Regions from separate parts of the Bicyclus anynana genome. Here region 2 is linked to region 1. A link is a contact called in public Hi-C data. All regions are on one chromosome and are shown on one strand. The core of a region is the stretch at or near the end of the contact, and the rest is flanking DNA. Distances in the headings are between cores, read along the strand shown.

The links. A called contact is a pair of places that touch in the nucleus more often than the background predicts.
Region 2: a Hi-C map of whole body shows a contact between it and region 1, with 2.2 times the contacts expected there. The contact joins the promoter of LOC112053975 here to the enhancer-like site in region 1. A contact is called at or near these places in 2 of 2 Hi-C or Micro-C datasets (whole body and whole larva).

Annotation. Positions count from the first base shown.
Region 1 is chr2:13,910,841-13,914,470 of ilBicAnyn1.1, reverse strand. No RefSeq gene overlaps it. Among protein-coding and RNA genes, the nearest start is that of LOC112053974, 3.3 kb to the right of the region's middle. Within about 2 kb of position 1,975, at least 8 of the 8 cell types and tissues checked have open chromatin away from gene starts, as enhancers often do.
Region 2 is chr2:14,095,451-14,099,080 of ilBicAnyn1.1, reverse strand. It overlaps LOC112053975 (putative transcription factor SOX-15), which reads left to right and starts at 1,731. Exons shown (of 4, transcript XM_024093610.2): 1 at 1,731-2,087. All of the region lies in intron 1 of LOC112051542 (transmembrane protein 14C), which reads right to left.

The DNA of each region.
Region 1 (3,630 bases), core at 726-3,225:
ATAAAAACTTCGCATCAATGATGTTAAATACCCTTCCCGCATCTGTATTCCCAGACACATATAATTTGATCACCTTCAAGGCAAGAGTGAACAGGCATCTTTTAGGCAACCGCGCATCATCGTAGTCTGGCAAGTACGTTGATAACACTAACATGATATGTGGGGGACAGTGGGAAAGACTGTGCGGGTGTGAAATCGTGCGTGCGGGGAAGTGACGTGCATTAGTCGTGGGTTTCCATTCATCGCTACACCCCCCTCGGCCCGTGCGCAACATCGGGAGTGTTACGAACGAAGTTGCCAAGCTTTAAAGACTTCATCATCGCTTTTCAACTGTTTTATCACTGTAACGATTTTTAAACATTGTAAAGATACAATAAATAACTTGAACAGAGTTAACCTAATCATCAATCCCGCGTGGAATGGTGGTGAGAAGGCTGCATTTCCACGCGAGACAGCAAAGCCGAACTTTTGCCCAAAAAATACACAGTAATTTAGGTGTTTGTTTGAATTTTGTATTGAAAATGTCACAAAATAACCATTTATTTTTAATATTTTTACATAAAACAGAAACGGCCTCACTAAGATACTCAAAAAACGTACCTATTTTAGCTCTAATTTCAATAAATAATTTTTGAATGTGATACTCTACCTACTTCATGGTGACCCTACTCTACTGAGCACGATTTTTCCGGCCGATCAATAAAACCATCGTATCGCAGAGCAACGAACAATCGAACTGAGCGCAAATTATAATACTTACTTCAAATTAACCTTGCTCTCAATAAGAAGTTATCTAACCTATTTTATAACTGCTAATCATTTGCCTAGTTGTTCAATTGAGTAGATCATTCCTACTTGTTTAGGTAATTCTACTTTCGGAAGACCTTTTGGTTTTAGTATTAGATGTAGAACTAAATGGCAGCAACTCATTTGTGTGTACCCCCAATGCCAAAAGAGGGATATTATAAGTTTGATATGTATGTCTGTCTGTGGCACATAGATCCCGAACGGATGAAGCGATTACAATTTAGTTTTTTTTTTTTTTGTATTAAAGGTGACTTATGTGTGAGTATTCTTAGAGATGTTTAATGAAAATCGGCTGAGCCGTTTAAAAGTTGTGGGGTGGTGAAAGTGGGGAAGAATAACTCAATGTCTGCAAATATACTTGAGTGGGGTCTCGGGGTGAAAGCGCACTGAAAGAGAATATTGATGACTTGATTGAGATACACTCTCAATTAATAATTTCATGACAGGGGGTTTTCAAAATTTTCAATTTTGTGTTATGTTTTGCTTAATAACAAGTTAGTCCTATCCTTAATTCTGCGATCTCAACTAATATTACCTAAGTGTAAACAGCAAGGCAGTACTAATATGGAAGCAAGCTTCCTCGGAAGAGGTATTTTATTCTACCCATAGTCACACAGCGGGCGATGCAACGAGCTATGTTAGGAGTACCTCTGAGTGATCGAATCAGAAATGAGGAGATCCGCAGAAGAACCAAAGTCGCTGACATAGATCAACGAGTTGCGAAGCTGAAGTGGCAATGCGCGGGGCACATAGTTCGAAGAGCCGATGGACGTTGGGGTCCCAAAGTGCCGGAATGGCGACCCCGCACATGTAAGAGCAGTATTGTTCGACCCACCAGGTGGACTGACGACATCAAGCGAGTCGGAGGGATTCGCTGGATGCAGCTGGCTCAGTATCGTGATGTTTGGAAGTCCCTACAAAATATATTTTATTTCTTATAATGCACATCTGAAAAGTTGGAGGTGTATGCCCCGGCCCGGATTTGAACCTACGCCCTCCGAATCGCAGGCAGGTCAGTTATAATTGAAATGAACGAATTTAAATTTGGAATATAACTAATAAGTAATGCGAGTTCATCAACCTTTACTAGCCACACACATACCGTGAGGGTAGATTCAATCGTCAAGCGCCATCTCTCGGCGAGGCGGGCACGCTCACGACAAGTGACGTCATGCGGCGGGTTGATTGAGCGATGAACTTTGAAGGCTCGCGTCGATCACGTCTTATTATTATTACTGCTTATACGAAGGATTATCCATTCAGATTTGCTGTATACGGGTTGCTCTCTTAATTATATTAATTAATTATTTATTAATCATGGTGAATTAAGAGTTGGACTTTTAAACAGAGCTGTTTGTTAGTCTAAAACTCGGAAACGGCTTAACTTATTTTCTGTACGCAAAGGGTAAAATGAGAACCCATACTCCGCTGTCCGTCCGTCCGTCTACGAAGTTATGAAAAATAATTCTAAGCTTACGTAAAAATAGAAACGACCGTTTGTTCAGCAAAAAAAAACGCATATTTCGACACTCTGGGCATTAAAACTCATACGATACTTCCCATTGACCTTGAGCTACGAAAATTGGTAAGTAGCATTGTTATTAGCAACAAGAATAAAATATCAAAAACTATACATTTGTAAAGTGGAAATTCGAGAAAAGCTCAGCAAAAACTACGCAGTCCGATTTCGATTAATAATGAAAACGTACGGAACCATTTTTTCACGAGTCCGAGTCGCACTGATGTTTTTTTTGTTTGCTCTAATACATGGGTCAAAACAAAAATTTAACCGAAAGTAACATCCAATAAATCTTATGTTTTACTACGGTACGAATTTTGTTGGGCAAATAGTAGGTCTAATGAAAATGCACTAAAATATCAAATTTGACAAGTACCTATTTAATACCTACACCACTACACTTACCTGTAATTTTGCTTGATTTGCAAAATATATAGATAGAAAGAATGAATTATGTTTTTAAAAAAAAAACCTGAAAAGAACTAATAAATATTTAAGTTTTTACAACACGGAACACTCTGTACATACAACCGCTGGCATGGTTCGCAAGCTCTTATTAATACCATGAAGAAAGCTACACCAAATCTGATAGAAAACTAACAGTGGGAGTGCTTGAATTTTTGTACAATGATGCGCACAAGTTTGACACTTAAAACTCAACCAAAAATCAAATATTGTATTTTCAAAAAGAAAAAACCTCGATTCGGTGCCTGATGATAATAATCATGCTTACATTTACAGGATATCAAAATTAAAAAAAAAGTCTAAATGTCTCAAAACATTTAGACGAAATCAAACACAAATAAAAAAAAGCAAAAAATGGTAATAGGTGGGTGTTTTAATTTATTTAATGCTTGGTTTTATTCAGCGCTGAAAATACATTAAATGTTTCCAACAGAACAGTAACATTTCAAATTTATAGTTAGATTTTTATATTTTTTTTTCTAGACTTTAATTAGAATATGAAACTATGTTACAAAATTATGCGCAAAATTTAATTCATTCAATTTTACAACAGCTCGAGAAATCTATATGGAAAGCTGATAACCTAACTGTTGAGACATCAAAAGCTATACTTAAATATTACATGTATTGTATTGCTGCACAATTCCCTACATTGTGTAAGCAATTTTTACTGAGACAGTTTATTTGCAAACAAAAAAAATTAACTATGTATACTATAATAATATAATTAACATCCATACTTTTAAACGGGTGTATACCTGGGTTGCCGGGGCTGAAGTTGTATTGTCTAGTGGTCATTCTCCCTATTCAAACTTACATTATACATACATACTGATATT
Region 2 (3,630 bases), core at 482-2,981, 180 kb before region 1:
GAGGTACTGGGTTCGATCCCCGGCTGGGCCGATTGATATTTTCTTAATTGGTCCAGGTCTGGCGGGTGAGAGGCTTCGGCCGTGGCTAGTTACCACCCTACCGACAAAGACGTACCGCCAAGCGATTTAGCGTTCATTCTATTGTACCTACTCTATTTTTTTTACAGAATAGTTGCCATATATTTTATATATGACCACCCCATTCTCCTCCAACTAGTCGGGCAAGCCTGTATTAAGAGTGGATACGACAGTAGACCAACGGGGCTGGGTTCGAACCACCACCCTTCGGTGATAAGTCCGACTGCTCTTACCGTTGAGCTATTGAGGCTCAAATTTTATTTATTACATCTTTCACAGATTTTGGTCATGATTAGAAATATAATATTTAAATACCTACCCCTACTTGCAAGAGTTAAACAGTAGGTACCTAAATATATATTATTTATATATTGCCTATATGTAGTCAGATAGGTACATAATCGTACTTGCTTAGTCTTCAGTGAGTTTTAATTAATCTTTGACCGCTTAAAAAAACTTGATTTAAACGATAACCATCGACCGCACTGGTTTTTAAAGATAAATAACATAAAAAAGTCCGCTATGTAAAACTGTCTGTATCATTTCCTCCTACCTACGAAAATTGGCCGATCGCCATCTGGGATGAAACCAAAATGGCCACGTCTACATTTTGGTCCATAAAGATGTGAACAACATGTTATCTCCCTCTGTTGTACGGTTAGATATAAAGTATGAAAGAGACACAATGATCAGATGCAGTTTCACGACCAATGAATCGTGTCCACTGTCCGCCTGTGCCTACGCATCCGATGCCAAAATTATCTTTCTAAAACCAACTTACTTTGTATTCTTTTTTTAAAGCTTTAAAAGGACTTTAATAATTATTTGATTAGTTTATTAACAGTTTAGTAAAGCATTTAATTTGTTAAAACATTTATAATCGGAGTTATCTATGTAACTTAAAATTTTAATAAACTTGAGATAAATTTTCACAAAAACACACCTTATGATCATCGTGTTAAAATTTAAAATTTATTAATCAAGTTGTCGAGTACTTAAGTAGTTTCTAAGATGTAATTGCAGAATATGATCCGTGTTAAATCATCTCTAACATAGAGTTGTCCTTTTCTCACTTGATTCATGTTTACTGTTGTGGGATAGAGACGGTCGTTTTTCCTGCATATACCCAAGACGCTTGACGCATACGTTTGTTGACTCAACAGGTTTCGCCAGGTGTACTCCACAATTTTCGTTTTGAGCTTTGCCTTTATTTTGTTCATAAAAATATTATTCTTTATTTATATCATATACATTAACAAAACGTATTTTTAATGAGATGAATTTAATTGGAATTGAAATACCAATATTTAATAAATACCTTTTATTACAAATTTTAATTAAATACCTTCCTGTAAAACTATAAAAGGTATTTTCCTGAGTAAATTTAGTTGAGAAATTGATTGAGTGAATTACGATATCTTCTGTAATTCAGTTACAAATATGTTTCAGTTATTATCGGCTGACTTAAGATTAAACAACAGTTTCATATTATAAAGATATAAATGTTGCACACATACAACATTGAAGTACATTAATATTTAAATAATTGCATTATTATTTTTATGCTACCAGTTTAACTCATATTTTTATGTGTAGAGCTTTACAAATACCTACGAAAGGTTGACCTCACCTGGCCCTATCGCTCGCCCGCTCTGAGGTGCGCATGCGACTCCAGTCGATCGTGCTCGCCCGCCGGCGCGAAGTGATCGTGCTATGTTCCTAATTCAAAAATTTAAAATATTCCTCGAACTTTTATCGACGACAGGCAAACGATTTTAAATCTACCGCCCAAAGAATAACTTTCAAAAGACTTAGTGGAAAGTGATTTCGTGTGTTTTTATCTGTCGTGCGGGTATTTTAGGAAAAAGTGATTAGCGAAGTTTATGTGACAAGTTGCGGTTAAAGTTCAGACCTCATTCTGGATGTACCCACTACTAGTATAAAGATATCGTGATATTTACATTAAGTGAGTGAGAACAATAGAACGAAAAAAATATTATATTATAGAGGTACGTATTACTTACTTATTTTTTTGTAATTAAAGTGTTTTGTAAAGATAGCATGGGTACGGTGACAGTCGCCTGTATGACGTTCATAATACGTATTATTATCGTGAATCACGGCAAACTTTCAAGAGTGAAACGAACTGTCACCCGCACCATCCTACATGAAACGAACTGTACCATTATATCTAGCTACACTAAGAGTACCGTCTACCTAGTATATACCTTGGTGGATAGTTAAAATAAAAAATAATTTCAAGCTATACGAAGGTTGGCGAAATTTTTTAACATTTTAACCGGCTTCCGAAAAAGGGGAAGCCCCCAATCAGTTCAAGTTATATTAAAGCCTCTTATTCTTATTTGACACTTAAACTGGTAAAATTTATGAAATAGGTAGATAGTGATTCCCTTGAATGGGGTCGAGCAGTGCCGAGCGAAAGTGTGCAATAATCGACCAATTATATAATTAGAAGATAACGTGATCAAATTATCACGTCATCTATCATTAATCTGATTTGTCTATTGTTACATGTCTTAGCTCTGAATCGCATATGAAGAACTACATTGACGAAATAGATTTTTTATACTTAATAAGTCAATGATTTTATACTATAATCATTGTAGTAAGTAGGTTTATCTATCTGCTTAAATATTTGGCAGAAGTAATAAAATAAAAGTTTTAAGCTTGTTCCCACATTTTTCGAAATCTAAGGTTGTCTGGAAGAAATCGTAGCGTAGCGTTATGGAAGCCATTTGTATACTTAATGCTTTTAGCTTGTATTGTTTGTTATTTTTTATTTTACGTTGTGCTGTACAAATAAAGAACATAAATAAATAAATCAAATTATGGCTTAAGCAGTAAGTAGGTACTACATACTCATTATTATCAACTAGATACAAACTTACTGCTTTACGAAATGCATGAATAAAAAAATCCAGAGAAACGAAACCTTTTTCCGGATTTGTAAAATCCCTGTCGTATAGGCACTTAACCTTAATAGCCGACTTTAAAAAAGATGTATTAAGTATATTGATAGTAGGTAGTTATATCTATGTTTAAAGGTAGGTTTGTTAAAAAGTGTTTGCTGTATAATAGGGTTTTCATCAATCAATCAAGAATCACGATGTCTAGAATCTGTGTACTGTGTGTAGTGTTATGTATTCATTGGTAGGTAGGTACAAAGAAAAAAATAAATTATTTATTTCCAGAATATTCTACCATGAGCTCAGAAGTTGGGAGATTAACACCGTACAAACGATAACAAAATAAATTAATTTTTACAAAACGAACTCTTCGATTTTTTATTCCAAATTAACAATAGAGCAAAGATGTTTATCGTAGCACTATTCGAATAAATTTGGGTTTAGGTTCAACCAATATCATTAACGATAAAGTCACCCTCGAGTTAATTAATTCTTCATTAACAATCGTATTTTCAAAATGGTGCTTAACATCTGAAGGCTTAGAAGGGCACTCGCAATTTTGTGGAAAATTACAAAAAAATAATTATCGGAAGATTGTTTTTTTAATAACAACATAATAATTACT